Regions from separate parts of the Mus musculus genome. Here region 2 is linked to region 1. Evidence: chromatin contacts called from public HiChIP or PLAC-seq data. All regions are on one chromosome and are shown on one strand. Each heading gives the region's core, a stretch centred on a gene start, on an enhancer-like site or on the middle of the called end of the contact. The rest is flanking DNA. Distances are from core to core; before and after follow the strand shown.

What was found. HiChIP or PLAC-seq counts read pairs in DNA pulled down with a chosen protein or histone mark.
Region 2: an H3K4me3 HiChIP or PLAC-seq map of embryonic forebrain shows a contact between it and region 1, with 2.1 times the contacts expected there. The contact joins the promoter of Mir99ahg here to the enhancer-like site in region 1. A contact is called at or near these places in 1 of 39 promoter capture datasets (embryonic stem cells), 7 of 484 Hi-C or Micro-C datasets (bone marrow-derived macrophages, brain, neural progenitor cells and 1 more) and 7 of 115 datasets of contacts at active chromatin or transcription factors (astrocytes, embryonic forebrain, embryonic stem cells and 3 more).

What each region holds. Positions count from the first base shown.
Region 1 is chr16:77,289,350-77,295,746 of GRCm38.p6, forward strand. No RefSeq gene overlaps it. Among named protein-coding and RNA genes, the nearest start is that of Gm31258, 10 kb to the right of the region's middle. Within about 2 kb of position 3,337, at least 30 of the 459 cell types and tissues checked have an H3K27ac peak or open chromatin away from gene starts, as enhancers often do. A contact at or near this core is called in astrocytes, brain and embryonic forebrain, where this site is marked.
Region 2 is chr16:77,325,923-77,332,319 of GRCm38.p6, forward strand. It overlaps Mir99ahg (Mir99a and Mirlet7c-1 host gene (non-protein coding)), which reads left to right and starts at 3,406. Exons shown (of 5, transcript NR_015543.3): 1 at 3,406-3,756.

The DNA of each region.
Region 1 (6,397 bases), core at 2,087-4,586:
CATATGCATGTAGCAATAATCGAAGGAAAAATGGCCATGAGTTTGACGGAAAGCAAACGGGGATGGATACATGGGAGATCTTGGAGGAAGGAAAGTGAAAGTGAAAATTATAAAATTATATTATTACCTGAAAAATTATTAAAATACTTTTTGTGTTTTGAGGTGTGTGTGTGTGTGTGTGTGTGTGTGTGTGTGTGTGTGTGTGTGTGTGTAGATATGTGTGCTCATTTATGTGTAAAGATAATAAATGCAGGAGCCACCACATACTTATAGGGATCAAACCTTTGGGGTTATCCTTTACCTTTTAAAAATTGTTTTATTTATTTATTTATTTTTGCAAGATGCTGTTTTTGTTGCTGTTTAAACTAGGCCTGTCTGATCCATGAAGGTCTATATATTCTCCTGTTTCCACCTTCCATATCCTCATAGAGGCAGGTGCTCTGAGATTACAGACATGCATACTACAGTGTCTGGCTCTTAAGTTGGATTGTTGGGATGGTCCATCAAGTACTTTCCCTCCCTGAGTCATTGTCAGACTTTTGAAAGAGAACTTTTAGAAAAAAAGATACCATGATATGCTTTTTAAGAAGTGCCTGATAGTTGGCTCATTCTACTTGGCTGAATTTTGAAGTAATCCAAACTTTAGAATGTTAAAGGAAAATTCAAATGGAAAAACAAAGCAAAACAAAGCACAAGAAGACAGAACCCCAAAGCCAAAGCCAGAGTATATGCCAAGGTACTCCACTAACTTGGGGTGACATGAAAAGGGTATGGATAGTTTAGTAAAACATTTGGATGTGAAAAGTACAGGGATGTTATGGGTGCTCTAGTTTCTAGCCTAGAGCAGATACTACCTGAGTTATACACAACATGGATACCTTTTCATACATACATTCTATGTTTCAGGTGCCACAATAACAGAGGGTTAATCAAAATAGGAGATCTGGGACTCTTTGTAAAAACCCAGGTGGCTGTAAAGTGTGAGCTTATAGCTGGGTCCTCTGTTCTGTTCTATGGACCAATATGTGTGTGTGTGTGTTTTTTTTTTTTATTTTATTCATTTTGTTTCATTTACATTCCAAATGTTGATCCCCTTCCAGTTTCTCCTCCTTGAGTTCTTCACACCCTTCTTCCTCCCCTTTGCTTCTGAGAGGGTGCTCACTGGCCCATCTCCCCACTCCCACATCACCTGTGCCAGAATCCACCTTTTCTTGGGGCGTCATGTTTCTACAGGATTAAGTGTGCCCTTTCTCACTGAACTCTAAGGGAGCCAGTTTTTAGGCCAACATTTTTTTCCCCTTAGGACTATAGCTTGGTCATATAACTTTAATTAATGATGGTGTTACCTCCAGCAGCTTATATGTTTATCTTTAAGGATTGTTTTTGATATTCTGATTTTTTTTTTTTTTTGCTTCACGTGAATTTTAAGATTACTTTTTAAAAATTCTATGAAAAAGTCCTTAGGAGTTGTAATAAAGATTGTATTGAGTCTGTAGATTGATTTTGATAGGATGCCATTTTTCAACATCATTTCTACTAATCCATGACCATGGAGGGCTTTCCATCTTCTGGTGTCTTCCAATTTCTTTCTTTGATGTCCTGTGTAAGAAACTTGAGCATCTATGGAAGCTCACATCTCCTAGGACATGAAACAGTCTTCAGATCCTAAAGGATGTGCATTCTATAGACGAGAGTAAACCTCTGATCATGTTTAGTGATGTATCAGTGCAATATAGTCATCCCCAAGTTAAAGCAAAACTGTAAAGCTATTCACTTGCCTTAGAAGTTGAACACAGGTCTCCAGTTCTTTTAAACTGTTTTTTGTTTGTTTGTTTGTTTTTTACTATTCATTCAACATTTTAATAATAATGTTTATGGTTTTCTTATATTAACCCAAATTCTAGCATATTAAAAAATGTTCTCCAAGAATCCTTTGGTCTTAGCCAGTTGTGATGTCTCTTTCTAAAATATTATAAAAATTTAAAAACATATACATATTATTTTTTATCAAAAGTAATTTTACTCTGTCTTTGGTAGTCACGTTTATCTAACAAAGATCTCTCAGATTAAAAAATAATATTAGAAACGTGCTGTGTAACTTTTAAGGCTAATGTTGTCACTTGGAGAATCTATTCTGTGCTGGAACACTAGTAATGCACATTTTAGGAGGTTTTAATCAGAAATGTTGCAGAAGAAATAGTCTTTTTATTTGAAGGGGTAGAGGGCTTTTAAATTGCTTATTTGAACTAGGGAAGGCCCAAGTTTGAATCCAGGCATATTTTTGAAATGCACTATTAGTCTAATCCTTCATTTTCTCCTCAATTAAAGACTTATCTGTATTCTCTCATTCACTTATCAGTAATTCGCTGAGTGTTTTAAAGTTGGTTGTTAAAAAATCCCTTTGTTTATGGCAATAAGGCAGCATTCATTTTGTGAACTTTATAAAACCACCCTCTGCCAGTTTTGGTCTTTGAGAATAGCTCTAAAGATGTGTTCCCACAGTAATTACTGATTCCAGAGATGTTCATTAAAGAATGAAGTCAGAGGCAAGCAATTGAAACAATTGTATCCCACCAAAGCCAGCTTTATTGCGCACCTTCCCTGCATCCACAGCCCTGTGAATAAACTGAGGGGGGTGGGGGAACCCATTGGAAAACATTGCACAGTATTTGTACTTTTGAGCGATAATACGTGTTTCTATTTAAATCGAATTTTCTGTAAAGGATTAGGAGAAAGCCAGGATACTTTTAATGTGTGCTCAGCTGTCCGTCATATACTTACTGAAAATGGTCACTGGTCTACTGTTTCTACATTCTATTGCCCACAGCAGAGGCCAGGATGGCTAAAGGAGTAAACCCCTAAGGATAAATCAAATCTTATTGGAGAAAAAAAGAAAACAGAAAAACAACAACGATTTTTACCAATGGCTTTGAAGCTGTCTGTTTCATTTCGAATAGATCCACGGCCGTGGGATTCAGGGAGATGAATTTGAATGTTATGGTAGCTTGCTGTCAGAACCCAAGTTACTGGAATGTTGTTTAGGTATGGCACAGTTATCCTGCAATTATGGTTTGGCCTCCCACTGAGACTTAATAGGCAAATACAGTGACAGGCTGAGGGAGAGATTTTGTGTATTTGCCTGCACTGAGATTGCTGCATTTAAACCCTTTCCAGAAGTGAAGCTTTATTTACTTCTATGGCATGAGAAAATACAATGGACAAAGGAAGGAGATCTGAGAGCATGGGTTTGGACGCATACCCTACATTTCTAGGTGCTAAGCAGGCTAGAGCCCACCATTGGTAATAAGCACCTTCCATCCTTGTTTGCATGAAAAAGGCATAGCTGACTCAGCTTGGAGCAGTTTTCTGGTCTGGGCTGCCAGACTTGAGTTCTTTCATTGGCATTATTATCCCGCTTTTGTTTAGTTGGTATTATATAATCTAGATTTCACGTACAAATATAGCTTAGTCCCATCATAATGAACATTGGATTGATCGGCCTCTGAAGGATGATTTTACTCGAAAGCATAAAGGTCCTGATTGACCCAAAACTTAACATTGGAAATCTTTATGGCAGGAGACATAGCAAGGATGGTGCAGATGAGCCAAGAAGCGGGGAGAAGCTGGCATTATGGTATCAAAAACCATTTCTTTGGAATCTGGGCAGTCAGTATTTGAAGTCTGTTGAGAAATCATGGACTCCTTCCAAGCCTCAACCTTCTCATCTGTAAAACAGAAATCTTAACGGGACCTGCCTTGACCTTTTTGCTGTTAGACAAAAAAGATATATTGATTATTAAGGTTCTTTGTTGTTAGCTTTTGTTTCCTTGGGGCCTCAGGTAACCACAGCCGACTGTGAACTGGCTGTGTGGCAGAGGGTGATCTTATTTACAGGCATATTCCATCATATCCTGCTTTGTATGGTTTTGATGACCAAACGTGGGGATTCAGACATGCCAGCGTATCGTTCTACCAACTGAGATAACTTGAGGGTCTCTTTAAGAAACATTTTGGGTTCCTGACACAGTAAGAATTGGATCAATGTTAGTTCTTATTTACTACGCCCAGCATTCCTTTTCTTTTAAAATTATTCTGATACATATGCCCACTACCAAAGTGCTTAAGAATATTTCTGTGTTTCTACCATTAATATAGACATTTTGTACCTTCATTAGAATAGGATCTCATTTTATTTTCTATTTAAAACCTGTGTAGTTGTTGTTGCTAACTACCAGTGCATGGATGTGTCCATCCATAAACATGGTTGTCTGTCTGTATCACACTCCATGTAGGCCATAATTCATGCAACAGTTCCCAGAATCCTAAGTATTCTTTGTGACTATAGATAAGAAGAGAAGAGCCTTTAATCAACACATTCTTGTTCACCAGGCCTGGCATGTTTGTCCTGTCATTAAAACTGAATGGAGATTTGCATAATGCATAGATCTTAGTCCTGGCTCTGGAGTCACATTTGATGCTGAGTTCCAGATCTAGAGCCTTCCTGGATGCTTGGTTCTCAATTCCAACTCTGGACTCTAACTTGATGCTGAAGTCTGAGTCCCACCTCTGGATCCTCATTTGATGCTTAGGTCTAAGTTCCAGCCAGGAAGCTACCATGTGTGCCAAGAGAGCTGGCCAGTAAGCTCCTGGAGATTCTGATGTTTCTTCCTCTCTTCTTATATTAGCAGCCCAGGGACTAGAGATGGCCATTACTGCACCTGTCGGATTTATGTCTTGGGGGTCTGGACTTAGGTTTTACCACTTGCAAAACTCTCCAGCCTATGACTTTTTTGTCTTACCATTTCTGAGGGTTCAGGGGTTCTCTATCGATACTTAGGCTTTGGTACCACATAGACTGATACAGGGGAAGGGTTCAAGAGCAGCAAGTTATTTCTCTCTTTGCAAAGATGAAATCTGAAAGTACTGGTAGAAACTGAAAGGATTGTAAGTATTTTCTACCATGATTTCTGATGAAATGCCATTTCTGCAACAACTACTTCAATCACCATTATCAGGTGATTTGGGAGGGTGCTAGTTTTATGAGTTGTCATCCATACATACTAACCAAATAAATAGCCAAGTAAGTAAATAAGGTGCAAATAGCCTTGATATTAGTTGTGGGTATAAAGTTTTTATAAATTATAATATATACATTTTGCATTATATAGAGAGCAGAAGAGTCTATTTGTAAGGAACTAGTTTTTTTTTTGTTTTTTGTTTTGTTGTTGTTTTTGTTTTTTGAGACAGGGTTTCTCTGTATAGCCCTGGCTGTCCTGGAACTCACTTTGTAGACCAGGCTGGCCTAGAACTCAGAAATCTGCCTGCCTCTGCCTCCCAAGTGCCACCACGTCCGGCTTGGAACTAGTTTTATATCATTAAAAGACTTTTGATTACAGTACATTTGATAAAGTTAGAGTCTATGTTTTTCTATTAAATTAATACTACCCTGATAAGTCCTAATTCAAGTTACTTTACTTTTCATTTCAGTATCTGTAGTATATTAATATAGACATTAATTTCTGGAAGAACTGTAAGAATTTAGGTAACTGAAATGTTATTCTCACCGTATAATACTCCCAGATATGCTAATGTGGAAGGTCAAAAAACCAAAGAACCAAGAAACTGCAGGCCACGTGGTTCACTGAGAGATGGAGAGCTTAGCTTGCCTTCCCCAGGGATGAGCCCCTTCAATGCTTATACAATACTAGGTCCTGAAGTCATATACACTTAAGCAGTACTGAATGAACTCAGCTGCTGTGTTTATACAGTTAAGATGTTACATGTGTATTTATGCCACAGTAATAATCAGTGAATCTGAGACAAAAAATTGAGAGGGTTTAACGGGGTACATGGGATGAACTGGAGGAAGGAGAAGTGATGTAAATTTATTGTAATTTTAAAATTAAATAAAAAATATTTTTACTGATGGCTACGAAAGCTAGTTGGCTATTTGAAAGAAGTTAATATGTGAGACAATTTAATCACCAAAAGTAAGCATGTAGTTTTCTTACGTAACCCCCCATAGGGAACAAAGAAGGCATACTGTAATTTAATGGAAGCTTGTTTTGAAAAATCCAGGTTTCCTTCCATGTGTATATATCATTTTACTAAATATCTTATTCCACACTGTGTCATTAAAGGATTTTATAAAAGTTGAATAGGCTAATCTGACCTGACACGATATTTTTAATATGTACTTTTCCTTTTAATTATGAGAACCTCAGTAACTATATTATGGTGTCAAATATTCTCCATCCTGTTTATTTCCATTAAAATTTTCCAAATTATTTTAGGATTAGCATAACTTTGTAGTCATCTGCACTGTAGGGTAGCAGTTTTCAACTTTAGCTGAACATGAAAACCACCTGGGGAGATTTAGAACCCGTCTGCCAAAGAC
Region 2 (6,397 bases), core at 2,156-4,655, 37 kb after region 1:
CATGAAAAGTGGGAAATTTCTGATTTTTGTAGGCTAGAATCAAACCAAGAGCTTTGTTTATATCAAATAAGCTTTCCACTATGGAGCTACACCCTCAGCTCCTAGAAATTTATTCTATGGATTTCTTTTTCTTCCATGAAAAAGTGACCTTCTTCCAAACATTGCATATTGTGAAGGACAGTATGTATAGATACATACTGTAATTGATATAAAAATATTAACATGTAACTTTATGATTAATATCTTGTTATATAATTCCTTTTAATTATACCTGCATAATTTAATATTAGCATATTGAAACTTAAGAGTTTAAATCGATAATTGGAATGAATTTTTAATTTTTAAAAATGTGTTCTAAGTTAGCACCTTTAAATACATATAGCAATTTTTGCACTGTTAAATGATTTAGGCAATTTAGATAATTTAAAAAAATTTTTATTAGATATTTTATTTTTTACATTTCAAATGTTGTCCTCTTTCCTGGTTTTCCCTCTGAAAACCCCCTACTCCCCACCCCCCACCAACCCACCCACTTCTGCTTCCTGGCCTTGGCATTCCCCTACACTGGGGCATCAAGCTTTCACAGGACCAAGGGCCTCTCCTCCCACTGATGACCAACTAGATCATCCTCTGATACATATGCAGCTGGAGCCATGTGTCCCTCCATGTGTACTCTTTAGTTGATGGTTTAGTCCCTGGGAGCTCTGGGGGTACTGGTTAGTTCATATTGTTGTTCCTCCTAAGGGCTACAAACCCCTTCAGCTCCTTGGGTACTTTCTCTAGCTCCTTCATTAGGAAGGACCCTGAGCTCTGTCCAGTGGATGTCTGTGAGCATCCACTTCTGTATTTGTCAGGCATTGGCAGAGTCTCTTAGGAGACAGCTATATCAGGCTCCTGTCAGCAAGCTCTTGTTGGCATCCAAGGGTCTTGGTTTGGTGTCTGTGTATGGGATGGATTCCCAGGTGGGACAGTCTCTGGATGGCCTTTCCTTCAGTCTCTGCTCCACACTTTGTCTCTGTAACTCCTTCCATGGGTATTTTGTTTCCCCTTCTAAGAAGGACCGAAGTATCCACACTTTGATCTTTCTCCTTCTTGAGTTTCTTGAGCTTTGTGAATTGTATCCTGTATTCTAAGTTAGCACCTCAAAATACACTGTGAAATGATTTAGGCAGGGGAGATAATTTTCAAATTAAATGAATTGAGCAGCCCATGATCTGCTACATTGGATCAAGTCATCAGAAAACATCTAGAGGAGCGAACGTTTCCTCTACAAAGTAAAGATGGGACTTGACGTGAATCAAAATGACAAACTCTCTCTAATAGTGTCTGGGTAGTAATCATTGCCGAGTAATAGCAGACTTCAGCAGAGGGGACTATTTTCATAACCTGTGTGTAATTCAGAAAGGTCTATGGCCACATAAAAACCTACAAACTGGCCATAAAAACTACTTTATAGCCAGGGAAATCATCAAGGCCTGTTCAACTTCTGTTGTATGTTTTATGCTGTGCATGGTTATTAGTGACCTTTCTGAACTTGCTAGAAAGAAATCCTTATTTCATGTACACTGATGTTCCATTACAATAGGGGCTAAATCTTGAAAGTAGATGACTGTAGACATCTAAAATATAAGGCTGGGTGCCCTTGTTGACTCTTAAATTAGCTGTTCATCTTGAATAAAGCGATTGAGAAAACTCTGAATGTACAACACGGGGTATTGGGGTAGTGATGAAGTGTAGCAACCTCGGTGGCCTTGGGAACCTTCAAGCACTAACTAGGTTAGTCGCTAACTAGGTTGGTCATTTTCCCATGTCTATTTTTCAATGTCTATTTTTTAGTGATGCTCACTTTCAGTATACAAAACAGGCATGAGGGAGTCACAGAAAGATCTCAAACATGTTTTATTTATTTATTTATTTTTTGTTTTCTAAAACTTATTCAGAGGCGATATACAGACCAATCAATGACGCATATTTCACATTTGAGAAAGTGGAAACCCCAGTTTCTGCACTCAGTCTCACCCAGAGCTAACTTTACCACTTATATTCTCTGTTTCTGTACTTTCAAAAAGTCTGCTCTACCTATTAGAAAGCATTATTTAGCTGCTAATCTTATAATTTGTTCATTTTAATTTGTCTATGTTTTGTTTTATATCAGATAACAGCTGATTAAAGCTAATTCAGTTTTGCTAATTCGAAGATGGTCGAGGCAGATGAAAGATCAGCATCTAAAGGAATTTCCCAGGCAGGCCTCGCATGCCTGTGCAGTTACTTAGTAAATAGGGTGAAGGATGGAGTGTTGGGCATCTATCTCTATCTCTGAGTGACAGCTACTGGGAGAGGGAGGGTGTCTAATCTAATCACTGTAGAAACATGAGCATTTTAATTTGGTTGGATCATTCAAAGAAAGGGTTTGCTTTGAAGTACAATTACTTGATACTTCCTTGTCACAAATTTGATAATGATACCTATCCTTGTAAAGTGTTTTTGAAGACTACGAAGATGTAATGCATAAAACGCAGATAGAGTTTTGCAATATTACATTTTTTTTTCTTAGCACGTCATAGCTTTTCTTATGAATTCCCAGTTAAAAATGTACTAAAATGAAGAAGCGCTTTTTCGGAACTGGAGGAAATTGTAACTAATATAGTTCTGAAAATAAGAGAATTCGTGAAGTTAATTTTGCATGGAATCTCACCCGGGGTTAGCAGGCTAGGCTGTATCCTCAAAGTGAGGTCAGTTCCTTAGCTACGGAGAACTTTGTCGATAGTTGCATCAAAATTAATTAATTAAAATTAATTTTACATTAAAATTCTTTAAAAGTCTCAAGGAAAACCATACTACTGCCTATGCTTAGCCATGTGATACAAGGGATATGTATGCTGGTAATCATGTGAGTGTCTACATGAGCTCTTTTGTCATTTCCACATCTGCAGGCACATAATATAAAGAAAACATGTTACTATTCTGTCCTGAACGCTGTTTGATTTAATGTGAAAAAGTATTGTTTTAAATTCACTGAGTCAAGCAATACCTACTCAGAAAGAACACTAGGGGGTTACCTTCGGTTTACTTTACATCTTTAGCACATTTACTATTAAAAAATATTTCTAGAATGCAGTGTCTGCTCGGCTTAGGTTATCTAAGCTGTAATAAGTAGCCTTGGGACCCCTGAAGGCACACCCCACACACTTATGCTGTGTGACCTCGGGTCACAAGTAATGGCTGCAAGCTAATTGATTGAGAAAGGCTTGTCTGGCAGGGCCCCTTTTGCGTCCTGCCTGTACATTCCGAAGTTCTGTGAAAAGAGGCACTAGCGCTCAGCCACGCAAGGCAGGAAAACAGAGGAAGTTTTCGCATTCTGACTGCAGCCTGAGTTCCCCGGAGCAAGGCTGCTTCTCTCCACCCACTCCTCACCAAGAACTCCTGAACTTGAGAGTGGACGACTTCAAAGCTAGCTCTCACAGACTCACCTGGAAAAGAGTTCAGCTGCGCGTTCATTGAACCGAGAGGCCAGATCACCTATGTGAGGCGGTGGGAACCATATGGAGATTTATATTAGAACTTCAGCAAAGTGCACAGCTGCAGCCGGCAGAAGCCAGCTCTCGGGCTGACAGGCAAATGAACCAGATCGTGGACGGGGCCTCTGGGTGGCAGCTCCGGCCTTTTGGTTGTTGGACAACTATAGTCAGAACTGAAATGGAACAGGGGCAGGAGAAATAACACACTTTTACTCCACGCAACTGTTGCTTTCACATGGTGAGTGCAGATTTAAGATGTTGCTCAAATATTCTTTCTGGGTTGTAATACAAGTTAAGAAATCTGCTCTGCTTTTTGGGGGGTGGGGGGAGAAACAAGCCATCAAGAATACTTAGAAATTCCGAAGCTCTGTGGCTTTGTCTCTGCTTCATTTCACGTGATACTTGCAATCTGAGAGAAAAAAAAAAAACTCGTAGCGTCCAGTCTGTTCTTTCTCTTCCAGATTTTCTTTTGTTTAAGTCCTGCTTTTCTGCAACCAGAGTCAATATTGATTTAGGCAAATCAAATGTGGCTGGGATGAGGAAGAAGGGGGAGTCAGGATATGTGTAAACATTGCATTTAGTCCAACTTCTGTGTCACTGGGCGCTGGCTTCATGATTTGGTGCCTTATCTCAGGAATAAGTCCTATGGAAAGAGCTTTGCATTCCTGGCCAGGAGAAGGGTCAGGGCCCGTGTTTAGCAGCCAGCCAGCCAGCCAGTGAGAATTGCTGTTGCTCCCTCTTATTTTTAATATAAAATAGTTAAGAAAGTACATCTTCATGCATTGAAAACTAAGTGTGCTTTGATTTCCCAAGTCCCTTCCCAGTGGTTTATGTGTCTTATCCCTGGGAAGGATTCTTTAAAAGTCCTTGAGCAACAGCGTGCAAACTTCTTTTGTTCCTGCTGATCCTGTTTGCTCACGTTGTGTGCTATCGACTTTGCACACATTTCTTTTTGAAGAATCATGTTGCAGTAATGCAGAGCAGTTTTTGTTTGTTTGTTTGTTTGTTTGTTTCAGTGCAAATACCTTAGAAGTTAGTAAGGTCATGTTTTCTAAAATAAAACCAACCAAGCTCAACGAAAAACCTTACAGTATAAGTTGAGAATAATTCCTTGTTTAAACGTAACTAAGTCCTGTTTTAACTATGTTTTGTTGTTGTTCAAAGAAAATCTTAGCTTGCCAGCATGTCCAGGAATGTGAGCCGAGGCGACCTATTTTTCTTATTCCAACCTCTCATGTTCATAATCACATTTATAGTAAGTGCTAAAATATACTTTCTGATGTTCACCTCATTAGAAAAATCAGTTTTTGCTACCATAATATTTGCAATTGATGTTATCAAAAAATATGGAGGATCTTTATGGTCCATTTGTTGATTTGATGAAGTTTTAGGTCTACTTCAGCATCGTTTAAACATTTTCCAAAGCAGAGAGACAATTCAGTTTTGTCTACTTGTTTAAAGCACAGAACTTACATGGGGGACAGACTCCTTTTATCTGGAATCTTCTGTTTGTTAAAGTAAATTAATAAACCAAACAAAAAACCAAACAAAAGGCAGCCAGTGAGAAGCTGCAGATTTGTAGTGAAAGGGAAGGGGACTTTAAGGGTGTCGGAATGTGATTCCATTTCCGAGGTAATTTTGTAGCATTTCTTAGCTGCCTTTGCAAACTTTATGGAAACCTGTTAACCGCTGGCAGCCCTGAGCCCTAGGTTTGCATTTTGAACGGAGATTATGCACAGGAAAGACAAGTTCGTCCTGTCATGTGACCTGAGCTGCCTTATCAAAGCAAAATATGGCAGCCGCATTCTTTCCTGAGAGAACGAAGTTCATTATGTCCTTGCCACCTGTTACGTTCACTCTTTGTCCTTGTGGCCACACAGTTCCTGCTTGTTCCTGCTGCCAGAAAGGGATTTTCCTTTTAAGAGAGAAAACCAATGATTTTTTTTTTTCATTTACATGTTTTGAAAAATTGTGTTCTTTCCCCACAAAGCACCCGGAATATATTTCATAAGGCCTTTTGTTAAGTTGATGTGAATAGCAAGAAAATGTGTGTATTGTTTTGAAAGCCTTGTACGTCTCCTGATAAATAAAGCAAAGGTGTAGCTAAGGATTTATGAAAAAGATGGACCTTCTGAAGATTATGATTGAGGAAAAAAATGCATTCCTTATTATTTCCTCCAAACCAATTAAAAAACTAGAAGTACAAAAGGCAACTTCATTATTACTATTTTTTTCAAGCACAGCTCAGAAAGTCAGCATGGTAGAGAGAGGGCCTCCAAAAGAATGTGGTTCCCTCTGGAAGTGGGTGAATTGCAAGGAACAAAAGATAGAAAGTGCTGCATAGCATTTAAATGTTTAAACTTAAATGTTGATCTGTTATCATAGCTGGTCATACTTACTTACTAGTGGACTGTAGAGAACTTTTAAAAATTAAAATCAACTCTAGTATTTTAATTCTATGTATTTAAGAAGGTGCATATCTTTTTAAAAAGAAAGTGCTAATCTTCCCTTGAGCTCAGTTTTTTTTCCTCCAGCTAAGAGGAAACGGTTATATGTTAACAGCTAATATGTTACAGCCATATTTCTTATTTATATGAAGAGTGCATGCATGCGTATTCTCTACAAGCATATATTCATGTTTTATGTACATGCTTTTTAACATCTTACAGCCAGCTCCTCCCTTCTCCGGATGCCATAATTCATTTTATTCTTGGACAGAAGAGAATTGTACAAGAATCCAACAAATATATACAGAAAAATGAAAATAAAATGTCTTCTGACACTGCTAAATGAAACAAGGTGAAATTGAGCTTCACAAAGGGAAAGGGTGATACAGGGAACTTGTAGACGCTCTCACGAATCACTTGCCAGGCGCATTT